Linked DNA regions of Xenopus laevis: regions 2 and 3 are each linked to region 1. The links are chromatin contacts, called in public Hi-C maps. All regions are on one chromosome and are shown on one strand. Each heading gives the region's core, a stretch centred on a gene start, on an enhancer-like site or on the middle of the called end of the contact. The rest is flanking DNA. Distances are from core to core; before and after follow the strand shown.

What was found. A called contact is a pair of places that touch in the nucleus more often than the background predicts.
Region 2: a Hi-C map of the XTC cell line shows a contact between it and region 1, with 5 times the contacts expected there. The contact joins the promoter of mmadhc.S here to the promoter of rnd3.S in region 1. A contact is called at or near these places in 2 of 4 Hi-C or Micro-C datasets (the XL177 cell line and the XTC cell line).
Region 3: a Hi-C map of the XTC cell line shows a contact between it and region 1, with 2.5 times the contacts expected there. The contact joins the enhancer-like site here to the promoter of rnd3.S in region 1. A contact is called at or near these places in 2 of 4 Hi-C or Micro-C datasets (the XL177 cell line and the XTC cell line).

Annotation. Positions count from the first base shown.
Region 1 is chr9_10S:59,527,614-59,530,550 of Xenopus_laevis_v10.1, forward strand. rnd3.S (Rho family GTPase 3 S homeolog) reads right to left here and starts at 1,464. Exons shown (of 5, transcript NM_001091085.1): 1 at 1,184-1,464. The coding sequence starts at 1,333.
Region 2 is chr9_10S:59,318,821-59,321,757 of Xenopus_laevis_v10.1, forward strand. It overlaps mmadhc.S (metabolism of cobalamin associated D S homeolog), which reads right to left and starts at 1,536. Exons shown (of 8, transcript NM_001096531.1): 1 at 1,406-1,536.
Region 3 is chr9_10S:59,386,212-59,389,148 of Xenopus_laevis_v10.1, forward strand. No RefSeq gene overlaps it. Among protein-coding and RNA genes, the nearest start is that of mmadhc.S, 67 kb to the left of the region's middle. Within about 2 kb of position 1,405, at least 1 of the 7 cell types and tissues checked has an H3K27ac peak or open chromatin away from gene starts, as enhancers often do.

The sequences.
Region 1 (2,937 bases), core at 214-2,713:
TGGATACAATATTGCAGACATTCTAGGAATACTAGGATTTCGCAAATTTACCTAGAGATATAGGCTGATAGGGAATCCTGGAATATATATTACATATCAATGGGAGTACAAGAGAACATTATGGCAATATTGGCCCAAACAGCAGCCTAGGAACCCACACTCAGTGTTGTGGCATAATAGGAAATCACCCACCACCAAATATTGTAACACAATCCAGATCCAAACTTGTATATCTAACACAGACAATAGTGGGGATTCCCTGCCCCACAGAGCTTGTGCGCTCACTCTACCCAGCAGGCACATTTAGATTTAAATATGCCCAGCAGAACAAGCTGGCAGATGGTTGGGGGGTTAATTTATGGCCTGTTTAATGACTGTCTGCCTTCTAGTAAATCCTCAGGAGTGCCACCAGGGACAGTTGTGTGTTAAGGAAGGTGGGGGGGTTTACAGGTGGACAAGTCTCTTAAACGTCAGAATCAGCCAATAGCTGAGACGTTGCACTTGCAATACCATCTTCAACCAGCCAATGGTGCTGAACAGCAGTCCCACTGGCTACACTTAATAGACCAATTTTTGTAGGCTGTTTCCATGGCTGGTAAAAATACAATGTAGAGTAAAGAAAGAAGGGATGATCAGCCTATGGTCCTCCAGCTGTGTGCAGGTTCCAAACATGAACAGGAAAAATACATGGCTAACCTGCAGTCACTTGAACACTAACAGTTTAAGGGCCACAGCTGGACACCCCTGCCCAATCCACCAATACAAAGAGCTGAAGGGCCACATGATACTGAGAGTGAGAAAGATGGTCTGTAAGCGAAAGTGTGCTCTGCTGCAAGTGCTGCACATGGGGGTACAGCTGGTGAGCATAACTGGTGGGTACAACTGGTGGGTACAACTGGTGGGTACAACTGGTGGGTACAACTGGTGGGTACAACTGGTGGGTACAACTGGTGGGTACAACTGGTGGATACAGCTAGTGGGTACAGCTGGTGGTTATAACTGGTGGGTACAGCTGGTGGGTACAGCTGGTGGGTATAACTGGTGGGTACAGCTAGTGGGTATAACTAGTGGGTACAGCTGGTGGGTATATCAGCAGCCATGAGAAAGTTACACGTTAGTAATATTAGATGGAATGCAGAATCCCCCTCCATGCAAATCCTATGTTGGCCCCTGAGGGACGTACCTCTGGGAAGGAGTCCTTGGCAAAGACATGGAGCAGAGCAGTTTTGCCACACTGGCTGTCCCCCACCACCACAATTTTACATTTCACATTCTGGTTGGGATCCATCATTGATTTGCTGGCCAGTTTCTGACTCGTTCTTCTTTCCTTCATTGATGTGTATAGGAAACTTTCCTTTCTGATCAGCAGAGACGCGAAGGTGCAGCGAGATTCTCTACGCACAGACCTCCCGGAGCAGCTTGATCCACCAACGACAACAAGGAACCCTCCTACATCCAGCGGCGAGATGACTGAGCTTTGTTACGCGACTACTGACAGCTTTTATAGCGGACCCGCCCCCTGCCCTAGTCTTCTGTAACAGGAGACTCCGCCACGCCCACCCTTTCTCCTTGTATGGAACATGCGGCGAGTGGAAGGAAGAGCTGCAAACATTTGGCTGTGCGGACAATGCGCCATCTAGGGGACAGTGGCGGAAGTGCTAGAGCTCTGCAGTACTAAGCAAGAGGTGGCAGCTGAGGCAGATGGCTTTGTTTTCCTAAATACTGATTTGTTTTTCGTTTGGCCTCATGGGAAGGTGGGACCTGAGATGTAAATTTAAAGAATCTCGCCATTCCTTTGTCTTTTGCACTTGAGCGGCCCAGGCAAGGGGCATTAACTAAAGCATGGTTAGGTCAAAATTGGGACCCAACTAGCTCCACAGGCCCTATTAATACAGTATATAGCATCTTACAGCAGCCCTCTGCTATATGCCAGGGGTCACAGATTGCCAGTTCCAGCCTGGGCAGGATTCTTGGCATTAGGTTCTCTGATGTGCCCGACATACCTCTCCCTGCAAGGTTTTAATACCATATGTAGATTACTTTATAATTTTATTCTACAAAAGGACTGTGGCTGTGGGATAGCAGGTATAGTAGGGAGAGATGATGCCTATAGTAGCAGTGGGATAATAGTCTCTGTGAAGGGACTGTGGCTGTGGGATAGCAGGTATAGTAGGCCTAGTGTACATATGTGAGGTTGTAGTGCCCATAAGGGTTCATTCCAGCACTTGATATGTTATAATAAACAAGGGTGGTCACCACTAATTTTTGAAAACATTAAGCAGGGGTGCAATGAGGCGTGACCACAAAATCCATACAGACAAATAGGAGAAGTCCTCTGAACTCAACCCATTAACAATACCTTTGAGCCATTTTATGCCCCAAGCCACCAAAATGCCCCAACCTTTAAACAAAACAGAAACTGGCTGTCCGTACACTGCAATACATTCAAGCTTGATCTGTTTTCCAGGTTAGAGTTTGAGAGGCTTGTAACAATTGAAAATAAGCAAAGATACAATTATAACTATTTTGTAGACCAGAAATTAGGAGGTGGAACCATAAAATGGACTTGCTATGCGCAGTATACTGTATCTTTTTTGTCCCTCTCTCCATTTTTGTAATGTTGGGAGGTATGCCTGAGCCAATACCGTCAGGAGAGTTTATTGTACCAGAGATATTGTACCATCTTGACATATCATCTCGTAAGCATATAGACCACTATTGTTTTAGGAGCCACAGGCTACAAAGCTATTGAGAGATCAGTGTAAGTGTGTGATAGTGTGAATAACCACCTACACCTACATCTGAGAAAGAGAGTCACCTGTAACACATGCTCCAGTGGGGGTTGCAGGGAGTTGTCCTCTGTCCAAAGTATGTTATACTATCTCCTATTCCTAGCAACTTTGCAGTTGGTCTTCATGTTTTTTAAATTTAAATTAT
Region 2 (2,937 bases), core at 286-2,785, 210 kb before region 1:
TAGCAGTATGTACAAAATGTCGCTGTCTTAAATATATTGATAATGGGTTGAGTGCAGAGGAATCTTGTATTTGTCTATATGTATTTTGTGGTCACAGCCTCATTGCACCCCCGCCTAATGGTTTTAAAAAATAGTGGTGAGCACAACTTTCCCTTGTTTGTTATAATATATATAGATATATATATAGTGAATAAAGTACCCCCTCTTGTAAAATATAAGGATATTATAAGTTACCGAGGAGTTTCATGACCATATAAAAACACGAGGCCAAATATCCTCATATTTTGCAACTGGGGGTACTTTATTTATTATAATACACAAGTTTCGGTGAGTCATGTGACAGGAATGACATCAGAACTCACCGTTTATAACTAATGACATCAGAACTCACCGTTTATAAGGGTATAATTTACAGGATATTCATGGCTTTTGTGTATTATATAGTGAATAAAGTACCCCCAGTTGCCCCCCTCAGAGTTCCATGACCTGTATAAAAACACGAGGCCTTCGGCCTCGTGTTTTTATATGGTCATGAAACTCCTCGGTAACTTATAATATCCTTATATTTTACAAGAGAGGGTACTTTATTCACTATATAAACAGCGCGTTCTGACGTCAGTACGCGCCAGTTATAACAGGGGCCCCAGGCCGCCGAATTTGACGCTGCGCATCCGAATTTGACGATGTGCGTCCGAATTTGACTATGCGCGTCCGAAATGGACGCCGGCGACCAGAATTTTGACTCTGACCCCCCCACAAAATGTAGATTATAATGCATAATGTACCCCCTACTAGAAATTTATAAAGATATCAGAAGTCAGCTCTGAGTTATGTGACCTTTATAAAAGCACTCGGCATGCGGCCTTGTGCTTTTATATGGTCACATAACTCCTTGTGACTTATAATATCTTTATAAATTACAGTAGGGGGTACATTATCCACTATATATATTTAAAAAAAAAAGTAAAAAAAATTTAGTTTCTACATTATGTTGAGAACATAAAAGTGGGAATTTTCTTTGGAAGTTGCTGGAAGCAAATTCATCATAATATACCTTGAAAATGAGTAAGTAAAAGTGCTGACCTCAATTATTTTGGTATAAAAAGCCTGTACATAGAAGCCCTACTGTGGGGATCCCTTCAGTGATAAAGAATCAGAGGGGACCCCTAGCAATGCAGGAAGCCTGAGGTTGGAGATTCAAAGCTTTGTACGTCTCTACTCTGCTTTATAAACAACACTGAATACAGAGACAAGTTTTACGAGGCCATTTATATCCGTGTATTCGCGCACAGGTGTATAAGAGCTCTGGATAACTGGGTTAGGTGTAGATAAGTGTGTTGTGTAGTCGTAGCTCCCACTATGTGCCCTCAATTCTCCAGTGGCCCCACAGGGCCCAGCTTCCTACCTAGTGCACTGGATCAAATATTCACAAGCCGTGTCCTCCTGCTGTCACTGCTCCACAACAGGATACGATGCAATCACTCTTCTGATTGGCCCAGTGAGCTAAACACCGCCTACAAAAGCAAGAGAGTTCACTAATGGCTAACAACGACGACAATCTTGCAAAAGGGTCGCTGGTTGGAGGTCTACTCTGATTGGACGTTAGCATTGAAGGACATGCTTCCAAACCAATGGCAGTCGAAATATGTAAGCGCGGTTGTTAAGCGTAAACGATTATGTCACACTGTATGCAGGGATGTTATACGATGGACTTTAATCATATTGCTCAATTCATACGTCATTTCTTACGTTTGTTGGCATACAGGTGTCTTTAAACAAAGGATTTCTTTTGAATAACTTCCGCAGAGCCTGGTAGTGTTAGTGGAGGATTCTGGGAGTTGTAGTTGTGGTGCAGATACGCACAGGGAACTGCTTCATTATTTTTGCTCCCTTTGATATTTGCTCCCATTTATATAACTTGTGGATATCCATCTATCCGAGTGGTTGGCAGTTTTAAAGACTGTACTTTTTTTTTTTTTTTTTTTAAATAACATCAATTCAGTCCATGGGAATTATTATCAGCATATTATTTTCAGGCCCCCAAAATGTCTAGAGCTTTATCTGTTTAACCAATATTTATTGAAATTTATTATGAATTAGGGCCTCATGGGGCCCCCTGCAGCTGTAGGGTCTGCTTCCCCTGTAGTTACGCCCCTGTCAGTGACTATAAGGGGGCCCACTAACCCTCCCTCTAACTAGGGTTGCCGCCTGGCCCGTATTTTACCTGCCTGGCCGGTAAAAATGATGCTTGATGCCAAAGTTGTAAATTGGAAAATAAACGGCAAGAATATAGGAAGGCCGGTATTTTTTTCCAGAAAAGGTGGCAGCCCTACCTCTAACGCTACCAAACTGTAACCTGTGAAGTGAATCAAAAGACTAACCAATCAGTGGAAAGCAAGAGAGCTGCAAAGCAGGAAGTAATGTTCTGGCTATTATGTTACACATCCAGTCACTCCAGCCTTTATACATTATATTTTTCCCTAACTATATTAGAAACATTATATATTTTGCATAGCCTATCTATTTACCAGATTTTATGTTTACACTAAACAATTCCTTTAAGGGTAAACTTCATAAGACTTTGACCAATCAGCTTTTGGTTTTGTACTGTGATAAGAAACCCACGTAGACATGGCCAATAAATTTAGAATCCCACCCTAGTGCCTTGGTTCCAGAATCAATATAACTCTGTTTGGACCTAAGCCTGGGGATGCATGCCATACTTATCTTGGCATTATATCTTAAAGGGGATATTAACCTACCACAACAGGGCTCCTCCATCTGCATGTGGCAGGGCTACAGCTAAGTTTGAAATCTGGCCTGTACTTTACCGACCTGGCCGGTAAAAATAATGGTTGATCCCAATGTTATTAATTGGGAAAAAGATAAATATATAGGAAGGCTGGTATTTTTTTCCAGAAAAGGTGGCGACCCTAG
Region 3 (2,937 bases), core at 155-2,654, 140 kb before region 1:
TCACTTACATTATTTCATGCATTATGTATTAATCCACTTTATGCCAACCTGAACTCACCTCTAACAGAACTGTTTAATCTCATTAATGTAGTAATCCTTGCACTTAACCTCTGAGGGTACAAAGATTTTATAGTTTTGGAAGTGTCTACAGAATGATTATGTTATGTATTTTAAATGTTTAGATATTGGGCCCTGTTAAATTATTTATGAGATTGTAATAATGACTCTATCTGAAATGGTTCATATACATTCAAATATGGAAAAACAGAATTTTGTATCATAGTTTCTGTGATTGAATATGACACAGCTATAGCCTGACTCTCAAGATTCAACAATGATGTAAAAAATTAAAAATGCATTCTAAGTTTTATTTATTACTAAGTTTTATTATTGCTGTGTGAGCCCATATTCGCCAACTGCATAAACATATTTCTCTTAAAATATATTGGCAGCATGAGGACATTGCTTCCTTTCAGTTGGCCAAAAAAATGCCTTCTTCAGCAAGGCATCAGTGGGGGACCTAAAGTTTTTTATTTGGAGAGGGAGACCTGACCCTTGTCACCTAATGCCACTGGTGAGGGTTTTGTGGGGAGCAGTGGGGAGCATCCTGAGAGCCAAATAATGTCTGATAAAAGTCTGCTCCATCTTTATGCATGTGCTCCCCAATGCATCATGTCACTCGGATGTAGAATCCAATGTCAAATCCAAATGTTTTGACTTCACATATTGCTTTTACTTTAAACAGCTAGACCCCCTTTTATTTTGGAACTGTGCAACTGTTTTTGTTTTTATTCTACGGTTTTTATTACCTTCATCTTAGAAAACATTTCCCTCGTGTTACAAGCTTCAGTGTATCTTTCTCTTCAATTATTCAAGTGCATTAACTTCTAAATTAGCAGCATGCAATATTGAGCTGAAGTACCAGATGGAGCCCTCTATCACTGTAACAACTGTCATTGTCTTCATTTCGATGAGACTTTAAAAGTGTTGTTAGCAGTGCTGATAGCAATCTGGTATTTTCTCTTAGTTGTCTTCTTCTAACTTATCTTCCTAATTGTACTTCCCTAAGAGATTAAGGCCTTGATTGGTCGATTTTATATATAAATGTAAATTGGAAAGCCAAGGTGGAGTGATGATGGCACAATGAAACCAATGGCAGTATTGTGACATCCAGCATGGTGTGCTCTTAAGAGAAGTAGCATTAGTGGCAAGTGCCAACATCAACATAATCTTAGTGGTCACCTTACATTGAATGCACAACAATTTAATTTGCTCTCAGAGTATGTTTGAATGTGTAATGTGAGACGGGAAACATTTGAGGGGTAAATTACACCCCAGATACAAGGGCAAAGCAGGCTCTATTGTGCTTATTCTATGAGCTGTGTTGCTGTCTGGGTGTGCTCTGCACTTAGCTTCTGATTGGTAATTTGGAGCTAGGTGCAGAGCACTGAGATAATAGGTTGTAGGCAGCCCTGTCCTTACCATCTGCACTGCCATAGGACGAGTACTAAGTAGAGTGTTCCCTCTCTGGCTTGTGCAATGCAGCCCACAGTGGGAACCCCTATATTACTGTAAGTAGTTTCAGGGGTTGCCCGGGTGCATTGGTGCTTGGTGCAGATATGTGAAAGGAACAAGAAACATGTTTTGGTTCAGAAAGCACCTTTAATAAATAGTGTCAATACACACAACAATTGCAGCCATTTTAACTCAACCACACCTAGAGGCACATTTATCAAACGTTGAATTTCGAATTCATGTGATCTGCGGCCTTGGGGCTCCGCTTCGTTAAATCCGGCCCTGATCATTTATCTGACACCCAACTGTTGCATGAAGACAGAATGAAGAGAAACAGATGCTGAGAGAGGAATAGTGAATATAAACTTGATTATTTCAGAAACAATGAAACAAGAATTTTTAATTGATTGTATTTAGAAAGTGTCTTATATTAAAGCTTATATTAAAATTTCATTTTCATAATAGTTCCCCTTTAAATATATATATATATGTAGATATATATATACAGAAATATGTATGAATACTACCATGATAATTATCCTGATGAGCTTATCCTTTTGTTTAGGACTTTGGTTGAAGCAGGTAAAATGCATATAAGTATATCATCTAATTTCTAAAGAAAGTTTCGATTTTTGATGCACATTTTGTTAGCGTGGCCATGCAGCTCTGGGTTCCTGGGATTGATTGAGACAAATGCACTTTGGTTTCCTCCAAAAACAAACAGGCAGATGACATGATTTCTGATGACAATTACTGGTAATATGTGGTTTCTGGTAAGTACCATTGACAGTCACTGTTTAGTGGGCTGGTGGGTGGGGGCTATTTGGCCTCTGGGTACTTGAAATGCCAGGGCCTATTTTGAATCCCAGTGAAAGGCCTGGCAGGGATCTTGACGTTTAAGCTCTGCTGGTGGATGTACTGTAGGATGTCAATGACACTACATAAAGGGCACATTTACCTAGGGTCGAATATCGAGGGTTAATTAACCCTTGATATTCGATCGTCGAAGTAAAATCCTTCGACTTCGAATATCGAAGTCAAAGGATTTTGCGCTATTCCTACGATCGAACGATTGAAGGAATAATCGTTCGTTCGAATGATTAAATCCTTCGAATCGAACGATTCGAAGGATTTTAATCCATCAATCGAAGGATATTCCTTCGATCAGGAAATTGTTAGGAAGCCTATGGGGACCTTCCCCATAGGCTAACATTGGCCTCGGTAGGTTTTAGGTGGCGAACTAGGGGGTCGAAGATTTTTTTAAAGAGACAGTACTTCGTCTATCGAATGGTCGAATGGTCGAATGGTCGAATAGTCGAACGATTTTTAGTTTGAATTGTTCCATTTGAAATCGAAAGTCGTAGTCGAAGGTCGAAGTAGCCCATTCGATGGTTGAAGTAGCCATATTCGACCATTCGAAAT